2 separate regions of the Zea mays genome follow, and region 1 is linked to region 2. Evidence: chromatin contacts called from public Hi-C data. All regions are on one chromosome and are shown on one strand. The core of a region is the stretch at or near the end of the contact, and the rest is flanking DNA. Distances in the headings are between cores, read along the strand shown. Region 1 holds the start of LOC100273880. Region 2 holds the start of LOC100502226.

What was found. Hi-C and Micro-C count contacts between places; a contact is called where the count stands out from the background.
Region 1: a contact with region 2 is called in a Hi-C map of ear, with 2.2 times the contacts expected there. The contact joins the promoter of LOC100273880 here to the promoter of LOC100502226 in region 2. A contact is called at or near these places in 3 of 25 Hi-C or Micro-C datasets (ear, leaf mesophyll and tassel).

Annotation. Positions count from the first base shown.
Region 1 is chr3:148,314,156-148,318,836 of Zm-B73-REFERENCE-NAM-5.0, forward strand. LOC100273880 reads left to right here and starts at 1,993. Exons shown (of 7, transcript NM_001148274.1): 1 at 1,993-2,161. The coding sequence starts at 2,108. It overlaps LOC100382686 (putative thioredoxin superfamily protein), which reads right to left and starts at 1,737. Exons shown (of 4, transcript NM_001175410.1): 1 at 1,503-1,737; 2 at 703-791. The coding sequence starts at 1,673.
Region 2 is chr3:147,720,879-147,725,850 of Zm-B73-REFERENCE-NAM-5.0, forward strand. LOC100502226 reads right to left here and starts at 2,586. Exons shown (of 26, transcript NM_001348470.1): 1 at 2,368-2,586; 2 at 1,111-1,323; 3 at 711-993; 4 at 1-223. The coding sequence starts at 1,172.

The sequences.
Region 1 (4,681 bases), core at 743-3,242, 590 kb after region 2:
ATTGAACAGGTTAGTCCACATGGTGAACACTGAACACTAAAGACAAAAGTGGAAAAACAGACCAAACTTCTAGAGGTCTTCCCCACTCGAGCAAAAAGAGTGCAAAAACTATTCAACTTTCACCAAAGTTCGGTATCTTTTCTAAAAAGTAAAAGGGTAGGAGGTGGTGGATATTAAAAAAAAACTCGGACGGGAAGGGAAAGACAGTCTTCCCGGTATTATATTAAAAAGAGACTGAAACATGGTCCAAGACGAAAAAATCCCCAAACCCTGGCCCCCCTTCACTAGCGGGCCGTCACCCCCCACTCTGCAACGGCCCAGACGAAGGGTGGACGTAACCCGGGATGGCGGGACACAGCGAGGGGATTTTTTTAACCAAGCCCGAAATTCGCCCACAAGGGGATCGAACCCGGGACCTGGAGGTCTTACTCGGAAGGCTTAACCATTACGCTAGAGGCCTTTTCGTAGTGGTGGATATTATGCATGCATTTACACAGATGATGAACATAATGCCAGTCAAAGTGCAATTTTCACCTCCCAAATGTTTGGTAGCACATTGGCATAATGGAAAGAACATGAAACACACCAAAGACCTAAAAACACAACAATAATGGAGAGAACTTATATCTAGTAGAGAGTACTGAACTAGCTCAGCATGACACCTGTCATCGCCACTTTCATTACTTCCAGTAAGTAACTTACCAAGTTGCATAGAAGTCAACTAACAATGGCTTCTCAGACTTCTCCAGCAACTCATCAAATGAAGAAAAAGTTTGCTTCTTAGCTTCCACCTATCCATCCAAAAATTAAATACAGATAAAATGTCGAAAAAATAGTAGAAATCCACAAGTTTTTAAAGTGTAAGGACGATATATACAGCCCTAATGGAAAAGGATACATGTAAGAAAACAGTTATAGGACTATAAGCGCACACAAAAAAGCTGTGTATAGTAACAGTTGTCACTTGCTCACTTCTAGAGCTACTCAATGGATGAAAAACAAAACTACATTTTCAGAAAACTGGAAAGTAACATGATAAGTATTAAAATGAAAACATCTTCAAAGCTATTACATGCCATAATTTTTTTCACCTACATAAGGTTGACAACCTAAAAAGATAAGGGGCCATTTTTCAAAAAAGTTGGATGCATCCAAGATACACCAAGTTCATACTAGTTTATTGTCTTTGAGCCCAGATGTCCTGGACTAGGAACAGAAATTTTGATACAGCAGCAGAACTAAAATTGGATGGCTCATAGTAGCTGCAAACTCCGGCAAGTGCAACGACGAGTACAGGACATAGTTCAAGCATCTGGACAGCAGCCAGTGGACCTAAATTGTCAATATCTGCCATTAATTCGGAGATGAGTTCCTATGACACATTCTACTGTAGTTTATAAAGAAACAATTCCACGATATTCTCACATACTCCATTCTAATTTCAATTAGCTGCCACTTGAAAGGCAACGCGAATCAGAGAGTACAGGTCAGCAAGGATTCACCCGTAGCGTGGCGCTCCGCCGAGAACGCGCTCCTCCCCTGAGGCCCAGGGCCGGCGGCGAGCAGCGCAGCGGCATCCATCGGGCCGGCGCCCGGCGCGCGGCCGGCTGGCACGAAGTCGGCGATGCCAGCGTCGCGCGCGCTGTGGTGCTGCCCGTAGCGAAGGCCGCCATGGGGTGATAGGAGTCGTCGAGGCGCTCGCCCTAGGTTTCTCGACGCCGGAGTGGCTCCCCTTGCCGGCTGGCTTCCTTATCTGCTTCGCCTCTCGCTCCCCTTTTCCCGATGCAGCGGAGAAAGAAGGGTGGAGAGAGCGACGACTTAAAGTCACTGCGTGATGGGCCCGACGCGCCACGTGGGCCGAGGATGCTCTGTGCACCGAGTCCACGAGCGCGGCCGCGGAAAGCAGGTGGGACCCTGGTGGCAGTGTCACCGAGACGAAACAAGGAAGGAACCAGTGGAAGTGGGATCTGGATCTCTCCTCTCTCGTCTGCACCGCGAGTCCGCGACTCCGCACCAAGCAAATCCCCTGCCCCCAAAATATTGCTAGGGATTCGAGGGGAGGAAAATCCAGGCGCCCAGGCCTGGCAATCCGTTCGTCGGAGAGGCCATGAGCTCGGCGCAGGATCCGTTCTACATCGTCCGGGAGGAGATCCAGGAGTCGGTAATGCGTACTTCCCTCTCGCTCTCTTTATTACTCTCTTATTCGTGTTGTGATTGCCAACCTTTCCTACCATCATCGAGCCGTCGTTCTGCACCGGTAGAGATTGGAAACTCGAGCGTTGTTGTCTAATCTCACCGTGTTCGCAAATTGTACCAAACTAGTAAATTGCGCGCGTCCTGCGCGTAGAAATCATTTAGATTTAGCAATAAAAAAGCTATCGAAATAAGCCTGGTTGTGAAGCAAAAGAAACTTAGAACTCTATAGGCCGAACTGTAAGGTTAAAATAAAAGTTATGTTCAGTGAAACATTCAAAAGTCTTGTGTAGTTGGGATTTGGTCTCCAAATCAGTTTTTCCATATTCAACTGGGCCATCAAAAAATAGTACTGACAACTGCTTTAACCCCAGTTAAGCCCTTCTATTGCCTCAAGATACCGCACCCAAATTTAATTGTGCAGAGACATACGCTTCTAAATTAGAAGGTCCTAATGAAAATGGACCGAATGAAAATGGAAAGAGAACCCTGTTAATATATTATCTAGGTCTATGCGATAAGCACTCTGTTTCAAAAAAAGATCCTAGGTGGTGCCTAGACAATAGGCAAGCAGCACTGTCTTTCCCACCACATAGCCGTTTTTTCAAGAGCATAACTTTATTAACAGATGTAGAGATTGCACTGTGATTCCCATTATCGACATGATTAGTAGAATTCTTATTTCCACATCCATTACTAACAGCTTCAGAATCAACAGAAGGGCAAACCACTAAAGCAAAAGGCTTTGGTTTCAGCCCATTCTTTTTTATGTAATAGAGCTGCTAGCAAGATTAGGGACTCCAGAATTTGAGAGCGTCGGAAATGAATCAGCATGACCTTCATACCCAGTGTCATCTGCACTGCTGCTTGCGATCAAATGCAGCCCACCCAGAGTTTGGCATCTTCTGTCTATGCATTTTGACAGCCATTAGAGTGTGTGGGTTATCATATTTTTGTTGTTTTAACCTGTGTGCTGTTTAAGCAGAGGCTGGAAGACGTTTCAAGGGCTTATATCACCTCGATGTAATGTACTTGGAACTATGAATAAAATCTTCATTTATTAAAAAAATGCATTTTGACAACTGGGCCACCTTCTTGATCAGTCTAGTTTTAGCGTAAACTGAAAAAACAATGTCAATTATGTGATTGCTGTCCCAAAGATGCTTGGGCTCTTCGCTCTATTTCCCACCACCAGGCACCAGTTGAGAAATCCACTGTTTTCCTATAACATGAGGGCAAAAAGATTAGATCAATTCACCCAATACATTCTGAAAATGACTAATTACTGACACTGTTTGTTTTCAGAAGCATGATCCACTTCTTCTATCCAATATATCTAAATCCAACATTATTCTGAATATTGGTGACAAAGAACGCTGCAAATTGGTAAAAGAAGGATATGGCTCACAGGGGGAGCGGGGAGGGGAATGTGAGGGGGAATAGCAGCAACGCGCGGTCGAGGTCGCTGCTCTGCGCGCCAGGGATACTGCCGCCATCGCTGTGGTCTGTCGCGGCCGGCAACAACTCCTTCGGGTCGCTGAGCAGTGCGACACAGAGCCACCTGAATCCTGCATAGTTTCGAGACCCTGCATAGTCGCCCGGCACCCCGCGGCTTGAATCCTCCATATCATGCATAGCTTGACCACCTCAATCCTGCATAGCCACGCAATGCTCTGCAGCTTCTGCCCCGGCCAGTAGCCGCCCAGCACGGAGCGCTCCCACCGGTAGACGCCCAGCTGCTCGTGTCCCAGCTGGCTAGGCAGCCATCCGGCACGGCGCAGTTGCGCACATCCAAGCCCCTATCATCGAGCGTGGAGGCCCCTGTCGTATCGTGCCTAGGCCCCAGCCAGCAGCCACCCACGCTTCACCCGTCACATCGCCGCTATCTTGCCCACACAGCCGGGCGCTCGCGTTGCTCTATCACTTGGTGAATCGAAATGGCGCCTTTTTCATTGCGGTGCAGAGGATATGCCGCCCTGTTCTAGAATAATCAAGTAAGCGATAATATCAAACCGCTCATACGGCGACGGCAGATGCAGAACGAAAGAAATGAAACATTTTCACCGTCGGAATTAGATCGGGCGGCCAGAGGAGGAGACGATGTGAACATTGCGAGGTCGAGGTGCGACCTTTGCTCCCTCGTTTAATATATAGAAAGAATCGGGACATAGAGATGCTGGAGTGGCCAATATGCAACTACCAGCTAGGGATATTCATGCTCTTGAAAAGTCTACATTTTTTAGTATGAACTCAGTTTTTTGTGTATAAACATAGGTCAATGGGGACAAGGACGCTAGTACTTGATACACCTGTATCACTAAACTCTTACATTAGAGGCTTAGGCCTTTACTTGATCTGGTAACTGAGAGCACCTAGAGGGGGGGTGAATAGGTGATCCTGTAAAACTTAAACTTATAGCCACAAAAACTTGTTAAGTGTTAGCACAATTATTGCCAAGTGGCTAGAGAAGAGTCTCAACAAAACACAA
Region 2 (4,972 bases), core at 1,336-3,835:
CAAAATAATCAGCATGGACAAGATCTGTCAAGATTTTCTTGAAGCGCAGGCCTAAAGACCCTGTTAAGTACTTTGATGTCTGATATAACGTGGATTGGAGAAAGCATAGAAGAAGATTTTCAATAATGAGACGTGTAAAGGTCGGAATACGCCGAAGGAATGCAGATCTGAATAAATATCCTTGTACTTTTGCCAATCTGTGGCCAACAGCTGTACGCAAGACCTGCAGAAAGATAGAAGGACACATCATCCTACTGCTTTAGAATGATAGGTAGGCAAATATGAATAACAAAGTCCTTGGCTTTACATGTTGCTAGACTGCTACAGAAGCAAATACAAAGTCACATTGTACACATAATGGTAAGAAAAAATGCCCAACATAGTTCCAGAGAAAACAGAAAATACATGTCCAGAAAGACAAGCTCAAAAATGATGCAGAGTTTAAGACTCACTAAGTACAGCAACAAGCAACAAGCAACAAACAAAGTCTTTTTGTCCCAAAAACAAGTTGGGGTAGGCCAGAGCTGAAACCCAACAGAATCCACAAATCAAGGTCCAGGCCAAATAATGGTAACAGAAAAAACATGACAAAACAATGGAAACTTTCAAAACAGCACATAGAATGCATGCATGATTTGATATCCAGAGCATTAATATCAATATGACAAATTAACTCTAACGAGCACAATGATGGAGGCTGTATAACTTACTGCTGTTAGTATCAAGCCAATAAGGTAATTCGTTCCATTCGGGCCAATCTTCTTAAGTAAAATAGCAGCCAAAAAATGCAAGGACTTCAGTCCACTTTTCTTTTTCCTTGTTTTAACCAATTTACCATCAATGCCGTTCTGACTAGTTCTTCCGTTATTACTGCTATGTGAGTTTGCATCACTGCAAGAATTTGCTTCCTGGTGTTTTTTCCATCGACCTGACTGCGCATATGCTAAAGCTCCACCAGCAAGTACTGCACCAGAAACAATTGCAAGTGTTCTCCTGTAAAAAAAAACAGGGAGGGGGGAAGGAAAGACAGGTTAACTGTTAACAGTTACATAAGGGTCAACTCATCGATCTTTTAAAAACAATTACTGCTGGATCAGCTCAACAGCAAACCTTCTTGAAGACAAAAGGTTGCGCCCCCGTTCTGTTAGTTGCAATAACTGAAGCGATGACATTGTTGCTAGATTAGTCCTCTTCAACCAGATATATACAGCTAGCTATAGCAGTTGAGCTGTACAGGCATCTGAATGATCAAGGAGAGACAGACAAAACACCGAAAAACACGATTGTCTACTGCTGCAGTGCAGCACAATGGACAACTAGAATCTGCAAATATGGAAGAGACCACTGTTACAATGGCAATTCAGTATGGAAATAAAATCAGTGGCAGTAATAATAAGTTAACAGAGTAGCAAAGATAAGGGGACAGTAGCAATGAGATGAATCGGTTCCTGCATCAAGAGTGCGAAGGATATGACATGAGTAGCAGAACACTGGAGGATCCAAAAGAGCAAGTCATGAACAGCATCAGGCCCGTAGTTGAGGTCATGATACTTCCGAGAGCTCTTGGTCCGCATAAATCAACGGTACTATGCTACAAGTAATAAGGACTAGCCAACTATAGACCCGGGTCACACTTATAACATTAGCAAAATCAGTCAGCGCAGGAGAAGGAGGAGGTTGGCCTTGCCTCCCACCAACCAACTGCATGGACAGCCAGTCTGACAACGGAACATCCAGCTGCAGCAATAGCACGGAGTTGTAGTACGAAACATGGTAAGGTAGGATCTATGCGGCACCACGGTTTTTCGATTGAATGAAGTGATCCCACTGCAGTAAGCAATACTGCATAAATAGATTCGCAGTGGAGCGCCCACCCAACAACCAGTATGCAGCAGAAGCAGAAGTAAAGGGTTTGTGGGGGGAGCATTAGCTGCGCCCTGCTCCAAGTAGCCCCCACTATTCCAGTAGTAATCAATTGGAGGTGAACAGAAATGATTCGATGGGCACGAGAGTGTCCCTCCCTCTACTTGAGGCGACGCGACGCAGAAATAGTACGAGCTAAAACTTGGGGTCAGCCGTCAGCAATGGCGCCGTAGCAGACCAAGCATGCAGGCAGGACTGAGATAAAAAAAATCCCCGTCCGTTGTCCGTCCCCCCACCCAAAAAAAACAACCAAAGACGCTTTTCGCTACCGGCACGGGCAGGAACTAGTACTAGATACGAAAAGCGAGGGGGCGACCCGCGAAGCGGGCGTGTGCACAGACTCAATCGGAACCAGCGGCACCGGCAGGACGGGAGACGATCGAGTTCGAGCGGCGTATGCGTCCACGCAGCGGAAATCGGTGGGAGTCGAAGAGCGATGGGTACCTGAGTATCGCCGATCGGGGATCGCCGGCGGCCGCCACAGCAGGAGGACGACGAAGAGACGCAGGGAGATAAAAGGAAAAATTGAAAAGGCGGACAAAAAATATATACTACTTCTACTTGAGGTAATAAGATAGAGGGAGAGAGGAGAAGAACAAGGGCGGAGAGAAATAGAGGGAGACTCGGAGACGGCGACGGGGAGGAGGAGAAGGAGACGGAGACGGGGACGGAGAGGGGAAAACGAGCAGCAGATTCCGTGCCCTGTTCCGCGCTGGTACGACATGTGTGTTGCAAGTGCCGTGTGGACACGAACCGCGGATTGGTCAGGTACTCAGGTCCTCCTCCCCACGGTCGGTCTCCCTCTCCAGCTTCTCACCGCCATGTGAAAGCCTTGTGTACATAAAGAGCACTCCATGTGAAATTACCAAGCGCCGCTTTTGTACTCTAGGTCTGATTGTTTGTCCGATTGTCTACTCTCAGTATTGTGGACATGCAAATATCAATTACGACCATCAAATATAATTTAATTATAAAATTAATTATAGAGATAAAGACTAAACGACTAGATAATTTATTAAGTCTAATTAATTTACTCGTCTTACCTTTTAGTTCTAATTAGTTTTATAATTAAACTATTTTTAATACATCAAACATCTGATGTGACACGGTAAAATTTATCTTCCAAACGGGCCATTAGTCAAGATCCCATCTTCATGTTTGGTTGTCTAGTCATTCTCTATAGTCTGGCTCTATAAATACAAAAATTCTCTCTAGACCTATCTTCCAAAAATTCTCTAGAGTCAGTTTATGCTGGTGCAATCATTTAGTATTATCTAATGGTGGATTAACAATGTCTATTAAATAATTTCAATCTATTTAAAATTAGGATTAAGACTTGGTTCATACTAGTCCATTTACTATTTATGTAAGTAGTGTTTTAGTTGTTTATTTTGCTTAGTGATTAGCTAGTCTTCTTCTACGTATCTTTTACTAGCTACTAATTTGATTAAGAGATAACCTAGAGCAAGCTAGAACAAGTAATTTCGTCCACATATTCAAATATATTGGTCCTAGTTGTAATCGTAGGTTTTGTCAAATAATTGTTTATGAGCTATTCACCACCTCTGGCCAACTAAGTCATATCAAGTAGTATCAAATCCAGAAAACCATTGTTTTTAGGCTTAACATCTTACGGTGAAAAAATTACTTTTAGTCATATTGGTACAACTCCTCCTTTTGATGGTACTAATTATTTGAAAAAATGATGTGCTTACATTTAAAAGTTATGAGCAGAAAGATATATGGTGTTGTGGATATTTTTGTAGCGATTGTCATAAAAGATCCAACACATAGTGAAGAGGAGAAATTGCAATTAAATTATCAAGCCCTTAACGTCATATATGAAGCCTTCGATCCCAAAGTCTTTGAATCAATCAAATACTTAGAATTTGTATGTAACTCTAGAAAACTCTTATGAGAACACACCAGCTGTAAAAAAGCCAAATTATACATCTTCAAATACAAACATGCAAGGTTCAAGATCCAAGAAGACGAGAGTGTGCACGAAATGTTTTGTAGACTTAATGTCATTATAGTTGGGATAAAAAACTTAGGACATAAGGTGGACGATGAGGATTTTTTCATTGGTTTGTAAGGGCAGCCGCAATGGTATCAAGTTAGCTCAAAGGAGTCCATGTTAGCATCTATTATACATGTGATAAGGAATTAAATGAAGATATAGAGTGCTGCTATCTATGAACCCGTAGTGAGTCTATACGCAGAAACTGAGATGATACAAAGAGTGTATGTAATTATTAAAAATAGCTATGGATATCTATATAGATACATCATTGTAAAGATTCACTATAGGATGATTTGTATATGACATGAATGTTGATACAGAGAGTATACTATCTACACCATTGTGGCTACGTTAAGGTGCTTACCTCCAAAATTTGACACGTTGGGCAACATCATCGTAAGAGGCGGACTCTAGACAGTAACTAGCCCAAGTACTAGAGGATGTTGTAACACAATATATACTGTCGGAGAGGAAATTCTTCGGCCGGGTGGCGGAACGCACCCGCCCTAGATCCTAAGATGAGGAGGGGCCTAAGCGTTTTGCCTGTTAGATGGAGTCGGGAAGAACACAAGAACACACAAGGGTTTAGAGTGGTTCGGGCCGCCGGAGCGTAATACCCTACTCCACTGTGTGATGTATTGAACTTGAGAGCTTGTATGAACTTGTGAGCCCGAGAGTCTAAGTGAGCTTGAGCCTAAGTTGGGTCTAAGTCGGCCTGCCCTGTAACGCCGTGTGCCCTCCCTTTTATAGCTCAAGGGGGCACGTACAAGGATACTGAGCCCTGACATGTGGGCCCAGGGACAAATGGAAGGAAGCAACTAATGCATGTAACGCCAGGGTGAACTCCGAGCTCCATAATGTCCGTAGCGCATACAATGTTAATATCTCGCGGCTGCCTCCTTGGTAACGCGTGAGCCATGATGAGCATAGTGTATGCCGCAGCACGGGCGTACTGCCTGCCAATGGAATGGATAGGCACGCCACCTGCAGGATGGTTTGGTCGCCGCCCGTCAGCGGAGTGGACAG